Linked DNA regions of Macaca mulatta: regions 1 and 3 are each linked to region 2. A link is a contact called in public Hi-C data. All regions are on one chromosome and are shown on one strand. Each heading gives the region's core, a stretch centred on a gene start, on an enhancer-like site or on the middle of the called end of the contact. The rest is flanking DNA. Distances are from core to core; before and after follow the strand shown.

The links. A called contact is a pair of places that touch in the nucleus more often than the background predicts.
Region 1: a contact with region 2 is called in a Hi-C map of fetal cortex germinal zone, with 5 times the contacts expected there. The contact joins the promoter of TRAFD1 here to the promoter of HECTD4 in region 2. A contact is called at or near these places in 3 of 14 Hi-C or Micro-C datasets (cortical neurons, fetal cortex germinal zone and fetal cortical plate).
Region 3: a contact with region 2 is called in a Hi-C map of fetal cortical plate, with 4 times the contacts expected there. The contact joins the promoter of NAA25 here to the promoter of HECTD4 in region 2. A contact is called at or near these places in 5 of 14 Hi-C or Micro-C datasets (CD4 T cells, cortical neurons, fetal cortex germinal zone and 2 more).

The regions. Positions count from the first base shown.
Region 1 is chr11:119,350,001-119,354,259 of T2T-MMU8v2.0, reverse strand. TRAFD1 (TRAF-type zinc finger domain containing 1) reads right to left here and starts at 1,439. Exons shown (of 12, transcript NM_001266507.1): 1 at 880-1,439.
Region 2 is chr11:119,618,218-119,622,687 of T2T-MMU8v2.0, reverse strand. HECTD4 (HECT domain E3 ubiquitin protein ligase 4) reads left to right here and starts at 2,377. Exons shown (of 76, transcript XM_077955095.1): 1 at 2,377-2,828. LOC144333092 (a long non-coding RNA gene) reads left to right here and starts at 3,722. Exons shown (of 2, transcript XR_013401449.1): 1 at 3,722-4,178.
Region 3 is chr11:119,329,112-119,333,684 of T2T-MMU8v2.0, reverse strand. NAA25 (N-alpha-acetyltransferase 25, NatB auxiliary subunit) reads left to right here and starts at 1,435. Exons shown (of 23, transcript XM_015152851.3): 1 at 1,435-1,502. LOC144333088 (a long non-coding RNA gene) reads right to left here and starts at 1,334. Exons shown (of 3, transcript XR_013401444.1): 1 at 470-1,334.

The DNA of each region.
Region 1 (4,259 bases), core at 190-2,689, 270 kb after region 2:
TTCCAAGCTCAATGGTAAACACTGAAGGGCTTTAAACTAGGGAATGACATAATTCAAGATACCCACTCTGGGCTGGGCGCGGCAGTCACGCCTGTAATCCCAGCACTTTGGGAGGGCGAGGTGGGCGGATCACTGGAGGTCTGGGGTTCGAGACCAGCCTGGCCAACATGGCAAAACCAAGTCTCTACTAAAAATACAAAAATTAGCTGGGCGTGGTGACGGGCGCCTGTATGCCAGCTACTCAGGAGGCTGAGGCAAGAGAATCACTTAAACCCAGGGGGCAGAGGTTGCATTGAGCTGAGATCTCGCCACTGCACTCCAACCTGAACAACAGAAGGTGATTCCATCTCAAAAAAAAAAAAAAAAAGATATTCACTCTCACGAAATGGCAACTAAGGAGGGCTGTCCGACTGATTTCAGGTGTGCTCTATTCCAGACCACTAAATGGCCAACTCTAAGGCCAGAGCTCAGATGTGGCAGGTGCTTGCTTTTCTAGATGCAAGGAGACTGGGGGTGGCCTGCAGGGTCCCCCTCTGGGGGTCAAGTTCTGGCTGGTTCTGCCAGATTTAACCTCTCTGGGCCTCAGATTCTTCAGGCAGAAGACTGACAATACTTCAAAGGATCAAGGAAACGAGCGAATGCACGGAAGAGTCGAGGCACAGAAAAAAGTCTTCAAGCTTATAAGGAGCCCGTTGGGCGTCGGCTAGATCTCTCTGGTCCGCAGAGGGGACCGTCCCTCTGCCCGAGGCAGCGTAGCTTCCACTGCCGGGTCCAGATACCCCAAGGTAGTTTCCAATCGCCCCCTTCCCCAGCAAGGTCGGTGATGGGGAGTGAAGAAGTAAGCGGCTTCTCAAATAATAGCAGTTGCCAAACGCTTACCGGGAAAATCTTTTAATCCCGACTACAATCCTAAGAGGTGAAAGTCTTGGTCCCCACTTTAGAGGCTGCGAAAGCGGAAGGCCACCTGAGTTTTCCGCAGCACCAGCGGGTCGGAGTGCGGGCTCGGACTCGGGTCCTTCGGCCTCGAGGCCGCATTAGGCCACTCGCGACCCCCCAGGCCGGCAGCTCGAGGCTCGGGCTCTAGGCCCAGGCCGGCATTGAGCCCAGCTCCGCCCGGGACGCGGTGGCCACAGAGGCGCTGCGGACGACGCCCGCTTCCCGGCTCCCCAGACCAACCTAGGCCGCGAAGGGGGCGGCGTCGCCGGGGGCTGCCAAGGCGCCGGTTCCCTGAGGAGAAAGCGCGGCCTCCTCCAGTCGCCAGAGATGCCGCCGCGCGGGCATCCTCTCCTCACAGTCGCTACCCCGGGCCCAGAGACCCCACGCCCACACACCCCTCCCTTGGGATGCCGGACCCTTCCTAAACTGGAGGCCTCAGGGAATCTCCAGCCGCGTGCCGCCGCTACACCTCACCAGGGACGAGAGGAGAAACGTTGAGTTGACACACTAGCTGCAGACACGGAGCCTCCTCTGTCAGACCCCGCACTGAACAACGGCCCTCAGAGCTGCCTCACCACTTCCGCCCATCGCGGAGGAGCGCTCCCATTGGCCAGGGGCTGCTCCAGCTGTCGACCCATTGGATAACACCGTTGTCGCTCCCAGGGCCCCGCCTTCTGCGCGTCGATTGGCTCCCCGGAGGCCCACGGGGGCGTGTCCCTGGAAGCCCTGGCCCCTGCACATCTGGAACCAGAGGCACGGAGCTGAGCTGTGAGCCTGTTGCTGAGTTTAACAACTGTCCCCGACACAGGCTAATAATATTTGCATGAATAATTCTGTACAAACATTAGTAATATGCCTAATATATTGAGATAATTAATGGTATTTTTTCTTTTCTCATGAGCCATTAATACTTATTAGTCATTCTTGTTGCTATGATAATGCCCTTGTGCAAGACTTCTGCAGGGCTGTGACCATATTTGAGCACTTTACTTTTTTGCAGTGGAAGAGTGAACCTGAGATGCAGGTTTGAGAGCTAGTTTCTCCACTTGCTGCCTGAATGGATTCCCTGAGCTTCTCTTACCTCGTGTATAATAAAGGAGAGAATAATTATGTAAGTATAATTACCAAGCACATATTACAAACAATACAGCCATTTAAAATTATGATTCCATTGCAGATTATAATTGCAAAATATGGGCCGGGCGCGGTGGCTCAAGCCTGTAATCCCAGCACTTTGGGAGGCCGAGACGGGCGGATCACGAGGTCAGGAGATCGAGAGACGATCCCGGCTAACACGGTGAAACCCCGTCTCTACTAAAAAATACAAAAAACTAGCCGGGCGAGGTGGCGGGCGCCTGTAGTCCCAGCTACTCGGGAGGCTGAGGCAGGAGAATGGCGTAAACCCGGGAGGCAGAGCTTGCAGTGAGCTGAGATCCGGCCACTGCACTCCAGCCTGGGTGACAGAGCAAGACTCCGTCTCAAAAAAAAAAAAAAAAAAAAAAAATTGCAAAATATGGAGGGCAAGGCGGGTGGATCTCTTGAGCTCAGGAATTAGAGACCAGCCTGGGCAATATAGTGAGACCGTATCTCTACAAAAAAAATACAAAAATTAGCCAGGCGTGGTGGCACGCACCTGTAGTTCCACCTCCTTGGGAGGCTGAGGTGGAAGGATCCCTCGAGTCTAGGAGGCAGAGGCTGGAGTGAGCCCTGATCATGCCACTGCACTCCAGCCTGGGGGAACAGAGCAAGACCCTGTCTCAAAAATAATATAATGTAATATAATATAATATAATATAATATAATATAATATAATAGCAAAATGTTCATAAGCTAGTACTAAGCAAGAAAAGCATCTAATGGGCTGGGCGCGGTGGCTCACGCCTGTAATCCCAACACTTTGGGAGGCCGAGGCTGGTGGATCACCTGAGGTCAGGAGTTCCAGATCAGCCTGGCCAACATGGTGAAACCCCATCTCTACTAAAAATACAAAAATTAGCTGGCTGTGGTGGCAGGCGCCTATAATCCTAGCTACTTGGGAGGCTGAGACAGGAGAATCCCTTCAACCCAGGAGGTAGAGGTTGCAGTGAGCCGAGATTGAGCCACTGCACTCCAGCCTGGGCAACAAAATCAAAACTCCGTCTCAAAGCAATATTTATAACAAAATAAAATATTTAGTTTAAATATGCAGTATAATTTGTGCGATTCCAAACATATAAAGTTCAAAACCAGGGAAAACTAACCTAAAGAAGAGAAGTAAGTAACTGGTTCCATTCAGAGGGTATATAGCCTGCAAGGGGATATAAGAAAGATTTTCTAGAAATATTTATATCTTGATCTGCAAAGTGATTAACACAGATGTATTAATTAGTAAATAGTTATTAAGCTACACACCTATGTCTTAAGCACTTTACATTGTATGTTAAAACTTACTGGAGTTCAAAAGAAAGCACAATCATTAAAGATTAAAAAACAATCAGAAAAAATGTGTATTAATATGAATTAAGCATATTAATATATTAAGTATATATAAAGAAAAAATGAACCATATAGTGTGTTCTCTTATGAATAAGGTGTTTTAACTCAGCATAATGTTTTTGAGGTTTATCCATGCTGTTGATAATATCAAGCCTATTCCTTTTCAGTGCCAAGTAGCACAGCACATGGATATGCCACAATTTATACTGACAAACATTAGAACTGGTTCTAGTTTTTGGCCAGGCGTGGTGGCTCACAATCCCAGCACTTTGGCAGGTCGAGGCGGGTGGATCGCCTGAGCTCAGGACTTCCAGACCAGCCTGGGCAACATAATAAAATCCTGTCTCTACAAAAAATACAAAAAGTTAGCCACTGGTGGTGGCTCATGCGTGTAGTCCCAGCTACTTGGGAGGCTAAGGTGAGAAGATTGCTTGAGCCTGAGAGATGGAGGTTTCAGTGAGCTGAGATGGCACCACTGCACTCCAGTCTGGGTGACAGAGTGAGACTCCGCCTCAAAAAAAAAAATTGATTCTAGTTTAAGCAGTAGTAAACATTCTTGTGCAAGTCTTTGGGGATATATGTTTTATTTCTCTCAGATAAATACTTGGAAGTGGGATTGCTGGATCATATGGTAAGTCTATGTTTTAACTTTAGAAACTGCCAAACTGTTTTCCAAAGTGATTGCGCCACTAAGCGTTCCCAACAGCAGTGTAGGAGAGTTTCAGTTGCTCCGCATAGTCATCCACTTGGTATAAACACATTTTGAATAAATAAACAGAAGAATGGCAGTCCTGTCTCCTGGGAACAGCTGTCTTCCCTTGCCTGAGTGACCCAGAAGCTCCTCTAAA
Region 2 (4,470 bases), core at 1,128-3,627:
CTGGTCTCGAACTCCTGACTTCAGGTGATCTGCCCGCCTCAGCCTCCCAAAGTGCTGGGATTACAGGCGTGAGCCACCACACCCAGCCTTTTTTTTAATTGTGACAGACAGTTGTCAGTAGGTTTGGAAAAGGGAATGAAGGGCCAGGCACGGTGGCTCACAGAAGTTGGACATCACTTCTGCCTTCTGGGCCCAAGCGATCTTTCTGCCTCAGCCTCCTGAGTAGCTGGGACTATGGGTATGCACTAACATGCCTGGCTAATTTTTGTATTTTTTGTAGTGATGGGGTTTTGTCATGTTGCCCAAGGGGGTCTCGAGCTTCTGGGCTCAAGAGATCTGCCAGCCTTGGCCTCCCAAAGTGCTGGGATTATAGGTGTGAGCCATTGTGCCCTGCCATAATATTCCATCTTATGGATATACCATATTTTAGTTAACCAGCCCCATATTGTTGGATATCTAGATTGAAAATAGTTTTTCCTTTTGTAAACAATATTGAGCTACACAACCCTGTATATCCATCCTTGACTACGAGTCTGATTATTTCCTGCAGACAACTTCCTCAAAGTTGAATTGCTGGATGAAAGGGTATGCACCTTATTATTCTCCTGTTATTTTTATTATTATTATTTTTAAGATGGAGTCTTACTCTGTTGCCCAGGCTGGAGTGCAGTGGCACGATCTCGGCTCACTGCAACCTCCACCTCCTGGGTTCCAGCGATTCTCCTGCCTCAGCCTCCTGAGTAGCTGGGACTACAGGCATGAGCAACCATTCCTGGCTAATTTGTGTATTTTTTTTTTAGTAGAGACAGGGTTTCATCACGTTGGCCAGGCTGGCCTCAAACTCCTGACCTCAGGTGATCTGCCCACCTTGGCCTCCCAAAGTGCTGGGATTACAGGCGTGAGCCACTGCACCCTGCCTGTTTTATTATTTTTTAAGTGATAAAAATATACAAGCAATAGAGAACAATCTCATCTCAGTAGTTCCAGACCAGCCCCACACTCCCATGGCAACCCACCTTAAACATCTGGTGTTTTTTTGTTTTTTTTTTTTCAGAAGGAATCTTGCTCTGTCGCCCAGGCTGGAGTGCAGTGGCGTGATCTGGGCTCACTGCAAGCTCCACCTCCCGGGTTCACGCCGTTCTCCTGCCTCAGCCTCCCGAGTAGCTGGGACTACAGGCGCCCGCCACCAGGCCTGGCTAATTTTTTTTGTATTTTTAGTAGAGACGGGGTTTCACCGTGTTAGCCAGGATGGTCTTGATCGCCTGACCTCGTGATCCGCCTGCCTTGGCTTCCCAAAGTGCTGGGATTACAGGCGTGAGCCACTGCGCCCGGCCTACTAATTTTTATTTTTTGTAGAGATGGGGTCTCCCTGTGTTGCCCAGGCTGGCCTCAAACTCCTGGGCTCAAGCAATCCTCCTGCCTCGACCTCCCAAAGTGCTGGGATTACAGGTGTGAGCCACCGCACCCGGCCTAGTGAGCATATTTTTTTTTTTTTTTTTTTGAGACGGAGTCTCGCTGCGTCACCCAGGCTGGAGTGCAGTGGCGCGATCTCGGCTCACTGCAAGCTCCGCCTCCCGGGTTTACGCCATTCTCCTGTCTCAGCCTCCGAGTAGCTGGGACTACAGGCGCCCACCACCGCGCCCGGCTAGTTTTTTGTATTTTTAGTAGAGACGGGGTTTCACCATGTTAGCCAGGATGGTCTCGATCTCCTGACTTCGTGATCCACCCGCCTCGGCCTCCCAAAGTACTGGGATTACAGGCTTGAGTCACCGCGCCCGGCCTAGTGAGCATATTTTTAAGGTGTATGTCAATTAGTGTGGAAAACTGATGGAATGAACATAGCAATAATTAGAACTGCCACTCACTGAGCACATATTAAGTGTCGGGCATTGGGCACCAAGCATTGTTGACAGACGCTTTATTTTTTGTTTTGAGTGCTTACTGGGTACTAGACTTTTCAGTAAATATTAATCACCTACTATGCTATTCTACCAAGTGCTTATGAACAAGTGTGCAGCGCCTATTCTGCACCAGCCTTTCGCTTGCATCTCATTTAAACGTGAAAACAAGGAGTGATCTCTATGCTCTGCCCAGCGTGGGGGCGCGGGTCCGAGCAAGGAGTGCACACCTGAGTAGGGACAGGACCGGGGAGGCGGCGTCCTCTTCCCTGGCGCGCTGCAGAGCCAGGGCTACACTGAATGGCCAGGAGGAGAAGGGGCCGGCAGAGGTCAGGCTGAGGGCAACCGGCAGCAAAGGGCGAGGCGGGGGTCCAGGCCACCCGGGTGGCCGGATCCGCGGAGCGGTGGGCGGGGCGGCGGGCGGGGCCTGTATTGTCCGCTCCGCGGGGCATGCCGGGAGCCCCGCCCCCAACATGGCGTCTCACTGACAGTTGGCTGCCGAGCGGCAGAGGCGGATCCTGCTCCTGAGGGCGGCGGCGGCGGCGGCGGCTGCGGGGCCGGGGTCTCCCGGGCCGGGGTCGGGGGGGATGGCGACTCGGACCGCCTAGGGCGGAGCTGCACGGGCGAGGCGGCAAGCGGGTCGCCGCTGGCGGACGCGGCGGCCGCTGCCATGGACTGGTGATCGCGGCTGCTGCTGCTCCGTCTCCGCCGGCCGGGCGTCTGCTCCTCAGCTCCAAGCCCTCAGCCGGGGCCATGGGCTCGTCGGCGGCCGCGGCGGCGGCGGCGGCGGCGGCCGCTGACTCGGCGCAGTGGCTCTCGGTGAAGGAGGAGACCATCTTCCTGCACGACGGGCTGATCCGGGTCACCGACCTGGCCGAGTTGCCCAGCGAGATCCTCGGGGCCCCGGAGGCCGCCGACACCGACCTGGAGGTGAGCGAGGCGGCCCCCGGCCCCCGCCATCGGACTGGCCCACTCTCCCGGCGCCCCCGGGTCGGGCCCCTTCCTCGCCCCAGCCGCGGGCCTCGCCTCCCAGGGGCTGCCGGGGCAGGTGTGTGTGGGCGCGGGGCGGGCAGGTGGGGGCCGCGGCCGCAGGTCTGCAGACCGCCCGCCCCGCTCTCCCTCCCTCCCTCCTCTGGGCCTGGCGCCCGCCGGGGATTTCATTTGTGGTTTTCTTCTGAGCGTTCCGACACCCGGCATTTTATTAGACTAGCACCCGGCTCGGCCTTCATGCCCCGGAGGAGCCGCCGCCACCACCCGGGCCTCCCTCCCCTCCCCCACGGGCCCCCTGGACCCACTTCCAGGGCACACCCAGGTTGCTTAGCTTTGGGAACATTTTTATTTTAACGCTGTGCACCCTCCCACCCTTTTCTTCCCTAGTTCTGTGGTTTTTTTCTTTTTTCCGGGAGAGGGTAGTGGCAGCTGCGGGTCCGCGGTGGGCAATCCAGCAACTTCTCTGTGTTGTGTCTGGGATGGATTGACACGGGGCCTTTGTCAGGGAAGCGGGCGGTGTGGACAGCGAGAGGGATGCTCCAGCGGCCTTCCGTGCGCTCTTGGCGAAGGGTCACTGGCGCGTTAGGCCGCAGGGCCTTTTTGTGTGTCCGGGGGTCGCCGAGCATCCCGGGTTCAGAGCCGTGGCAGGTGCAACAGCAGATCTCATCAGTTGAGCTGCTTGGCCTTGGGGGCAGAAGGGAACCAAATGTGCTTGGTTGGTGGGAACTTTCCATCGACTTCACTTGGGTTCGTATTTGCCTAAAGGTGGGAATACTGGCAGTGGCGTTTCATGGAGGCCAGCGGATGCTGACACTGCTCCCCCTCCACTTCGTGGGATGACATTTTGATGTGTAGGTAGCATGGGGTGTCATCAAATTCTTACTGCCGTATGGAGAGCTTTCTGGGATAGGCGCAGAGAGGATGGCCTATCTTCTGGCTATAAACGGAATGTGAGGAATCTTTTGTGTTTTGCGGTTTTGCGTGCAGTTTGGCTTTACGCACAACGAACATTTATAGAAATGAATTAAAAGCCATTACTGTGTGTTTCTGGAAACGGCAGTGATCGGATCGCATTGGCCGAGACATTTGGACGTGCTTGAGATGCGAATACGTTCCTCTGTATTTTTGTGTCTGGATTTGCGGTTGCTTCAGCACTTCCGTTGTGAACTCTTAATTGACTTATTTTACAATCTAGTCACCAAAAAGAGGAGGATATGGTTGGTAGGGAATTCCTAACATGGAATCATCGTTTTATTGTGTCTCATTTGGGCCTGTTCTATAAAAAGCAAGGTGTGTCTGAGTGTCTTATCTGCCTGAAAACTCAAGGGGTATTATGCTATGATAGTGGAATCTTTTGATTTAATTGGCTGTGTTGTGTGTGAAAGGTGGGAAGTGGATGCTCTTTGTTTCTTTCTTTTCTTTTTTTTTTTACCCCCAGACCGAGTCTTCCTCTGTCGCCCAGGCTGGAGTGCAGTGGCCGGATCTCAGCTCACTGCAACCTCCGCCTCCTGGATTCAAGTGATTCTCCTGCCTGTGCCTCCCGAGTAGATGGGATTACAGGCGCGCGCCACCATGCCCGGCT
Region 3 (4,573 bases), core at 186-2,685, 290 kb after region 2:
AGTATTCATCTAGGATGCTTCTTTGTTGGCTGAGTCCTGGGAGAAGGGTGTGTGGCAGGCCAGGTCTCACTAACACAGGCCTCCATAAAAACTGTTTCAGTACTGACTGAGTGGTTAAGTTAAATATTAAAAGCTACAATAAAGCCGGTGCCCTTATACAAAGGCTGGAATTTAACAAAAGCCCACCAAGAGTTTTGCCTAGGCCTTTCCTTGGCCTTAAAGCATGACAAAATAATGAAAGAATTCCTCACAGGACCCATTTAGGATTAAACAAGTTTTATCCGGGGTCTGAAGTAACTCCCCAAACCTCCGTGATTTAGCAGGAGACAAGATAAGGGTAATCACCTCAGCACCTATTGCCATTTAGATTAAGTAAATTTACTGAGGCTTCAAAGGAAGGTCTTCAGGACGCAGACCTTAGTTATAGACTAAGTTCATCACTTATGTCTTTAGATGAATGCACACTTACATATAGACATATAGCTTAGAAGGTATATAAGCACTGGAAAGCTTTGTAATTTTGAGTTGGTTTGGTGATAATTTCCAGGCCTTCTCCCTGTAACCGGTTGCAGAAATAAAAACTCGCTTCTTCTCCAGTTCATCTGCATCTCCTTACTGGACCACAAGAAATAGCAGTCCGAACCTCCGTTTGGCCCAGGAACAGGTGGTGGAGGGCTCTCAAGGTTTTTTTTTTTTTTTGAGACGGAGTCTCGCTCTGTTGCCCAGGCTGGAGTGCAGTGGCCTGATCTGGACTCACTGCAAGCTCCGCCTCCCCGGTCCACGCCATTCTCCTCGACTCAGCCTCCGGAGTAGTTGGGACTACAAGCGCCCGCCACCACGCCCGGCTAATTTTTTGTATTTTTAGCAGAGATGGGGTTGCACCGTGTTAGCCAGGATGGTCTGGATCTCCTGACCTTGTGATCCGCCCGCCTGGGCCTTCCAAAGTGCTGGTATTACAGGCGTGAGCCACCGCGCCCGGCTCTCTCGAACTTTTTTGGCAGATTTTTGCTGTTCATCAGCCCCACTTCCCCAGCTTTCCCCTGGGTCTCTCTCCGCCAGGAGTTTCTGGTTCCTCTGCAATTAATCACAGCCAAATCTAGCTGGTTCTTCAAGACAAAGAATAAATAGGATAAACAGGAGCAGCCGAACCCTAACTTTGAGAGCTTTCTCCCCTCCTTTCCTCACTTCCCAGTCAGTGACTCAGAGGATTTTAACAGCAACAGCTGCCTCCTCTTTGCCAGCTTGATCCCACCTGCAAAGTGAAGAATCAGCGTTTAAAGAAGTGGCAATCGGCAAGGACTGATGCTTCCCTTTCCGCGCAGGCGCGTTCAGTCGCAGCACCGCGACTATCGCGATAAACAAGCGAGATCGATGCTGGCCCTTTAATAGCCCTTTCCCGGGGTCCTGCCCCGCGCGTGCGCACTGTGGTTCTGCGCTTGTCATCATGGCGACGCGGGGCCATGTGCAGGACCCTAACGACAGGCGCCTCCGGCCCATTTACGGTGAGTGTCTCGGGCCAGCCAGCTCACCAGCCCGACGCGCCGAGGGCTGCCGAGGCTGGGGCGAAAGCCCGGGATGGGTGCTGAGGGCCGGCGCGCGGGCCGGGCAGGCGCAGGGGGCGGGCCGCGCGGGCCACTAGGCCGCAGCCGCGGGCCTCGCGTAGGCGCCGGCCCAGCCTTCCTCAGCCCTGAGGTGGTAGCGGCGCGGTCTGGGCAGCAGCTGGTCGGCAGAGCTGCCTGCCTGGCAGGCCCCGTGGGACGCGTGGTTCTGCAAACACCTGCGCTACCCGCAGGCTGCATTGTTACCGCCGCTCCTAGGGAAACCGGAGATCTCCTCGAAGGTGGAAGCCGGCTCCGGCACTAGTGTGGGACGCCCTGCCTGAGGGAAGATTCCCTACCAGATATGTACATATGTGTGTATATATATATTTTTATATATATATATATATATATTTTTTTTTTTTGCGGGAATTGGGCCTGGAGGGTTGTCTGACTAGGTGGGCTTCGGTGCACAGGAGAAACCGAGGTCTAGAGTGGGGAAGGGGCTGACGCAAGGTCACCCACATCGAGTCGGGAGCAGGCCCGAGATTCCAGGCTCCCAATCCAGAGCTGTTTGGTGGAGAAGCAGCTGCTCTGGTCACACGTGGGAGGCGGGGGGAGGGGGTCTTGGGCCCAAAATAGCGGTGAAGAGGTTGTGATAGCTCGTGTCAGAGGGGCATGCAGAGCTACTGGAGGGCTTCTCCTTTCTGCAGCTTCTCTGTGGTTTTCTCTGCAGCTTTCCTTCCCTATGCTAAGCAGATCCCTCTCCACCACTCTTACCTCAACCCGCAGGCTTGAAGACCTTGATGTCATCCAGTTACCCTGGTAGTGAAAAATCACAGATTTGAGTTTGGGAGAAACCCTTTTCCAATAACCGAGATGTTGTGTAATTGGATTGGTCCTTTTTGCATTTCCTTTCCTGTTAGATGGTTTTATGGTCTTGGTCTATCTCACTTAATGGTGAGGAAGCCTCAAGGTCAGTGGTTTTTACAAAAGTAGACATCGTGTTTATAGACGTTGTGTGGATGTTATTAAATTGGAGGCTTCTTCCCATGGCGGAAATGGTTTTGGGAGTAGGGAGCAGTGGTTAACTTTGTTTCTGGCCACAGTTACTCCTGCTTTTATTTCATAATTTGTGTGATTTTTTACTCTTACATCTCATTTGATTTTAGCAGCAATCCTATAGCTAAAGTTTATAGACAACTCATTATGACAGTCACTGGCCTTGGCCTTTTATATGGGTTATCTAATATAATCTTCACCCATTCTCAAGAGATGGGTACTGTTTTTTCATGGCCCTGAACCCTTTAACAACAACAACAGCAGCAACAAAACCAGATGAGGAAACTGAGGCTTTATTGATGTTGTGTAATTTGTCTAAGGCCACTCAGCTAGTATTTCTTGGAGCTAGAAGTTGAACCCCTGTGAACTGTTTCAGGCTCACCTTTTTTTTTTTGAGATGAGTCTCACTCTGTCACCCAGGTTGGAGTACAGTGACACAATCTCAGCTCACTGCACCCTCTGGCTCCCGGGTTCAAGCGATTCTCCTGCCTCAGCCTCTTGAGTAGCTGAGATTACAGGTGCACGGCACCAGGCCCAGCGAACTTTCATGTTTTTAGTAGAGACAGGATTTTACTATGTTGGCCAGGCTGGACTCAAACTCTTGACCTCAAGTAATCTGTCCTACTCAGCCTCCCAAAGTGCTGGGATTATAGGTGTGAGCCACCATGCCTGGCTCCAGGCTCACCTTTTTTTTTCTTTTTTGGAGACAGTCTCGTTTTGTCGTCCAGACTAGAGTGCAGTTGCACAATCATAGCGCACTGCAACCAACCTCCGCCTCCTGGGTTCAAGTGATTCTCCTGCCTCAGCCTCCTGAGTAGCTGGGATTACAGGTGCCCACTACCATGCTGGCTAATTATTTTATTTATTTATTTTTTTGTTGAGATGGAGTCTTGCTCTGTCACCCAGGCTGGAGTGCTGTGGCTGGATCTCAGCTCACTGCAAGCTCCGCCTCCCGGGTTTACGCCATTCTCCTGCCTCAGCCTCCCAAGTAGCTGGGACTACAGGCGCCGGCCACCTCGCCCGGCTAGTTTTTTGTATTTTTTTAGTAGAGACAGGGTTTCACTGTGTTCGCCAGGATAGTCTCGATCTCCTGACCTCGTGATCCGCCCGTCTCGGCCTCCCAAAGTGCTGGGATTACAGGCTTGAGCCACCGCGCCCGGCCTCTAATTTTTGTATATATTGTAGAGAATGGGTTTTGCCATGTTGCCCAGTCTAGTCTAAAACTCCTGAGCTCAAGCAGTCCTCCTGCCTTGGCCTCCCAGAGTGCTGGGATTACAGGCATGAGCCACTGCGCCTGGTCCAGGCTCACCGTCTTAACCACCGTGCTAGAAACCACATCACTTTGAGCTGAAGACATTAATTTGCCTGAGGTCACGCAGATGGTAAGTGGCAGAGAAAGGACTCTGATTTCCTGTTTCCCCGGGAGTGCATATTCTCATGCCCTTGCCCTCCAGTGTATATTTTCAGAGCGCAGAGGTATGTATACAAGGTGGGTGATGGAAGGTGAGAACTGAATCCAGGGTTCATAGTTTGTGGCTCATTACAGCTTTGTGCAGAGCTGCCTGCAGACTTTTTTTTTTTTAAACTAAAAAGGCTCAGTACTTTCAAGAATAATTTGATTTTTAAAATTGTTCTTGAGGACCAAAGAGAATTTCTTTGGTCCCATAGTTATTTAGAATTAATAGTGTTTTCACTGTCCAGTGGGAAGCACTATGTCCATTTCATATCACTAAACATCAGGATATATTAACAAGTTATATTCTCAAAACTGAAGTCAGAGTTATGTAGTTTTTGTTATGTGTACATGGGAAGAGGATTAGAAGAGGCTTTCTTCAGGAATTCTAAGGCGATTAGTATAAACTGGCAGGTCTAGGAAAAGAACAGTACAGACTGTCCGTGAATTCAGCACTTTAGCACATTTGACTTTTGAACTCCACACTTTTGTTGTTTAAATACATTAGTACCCCCAAACA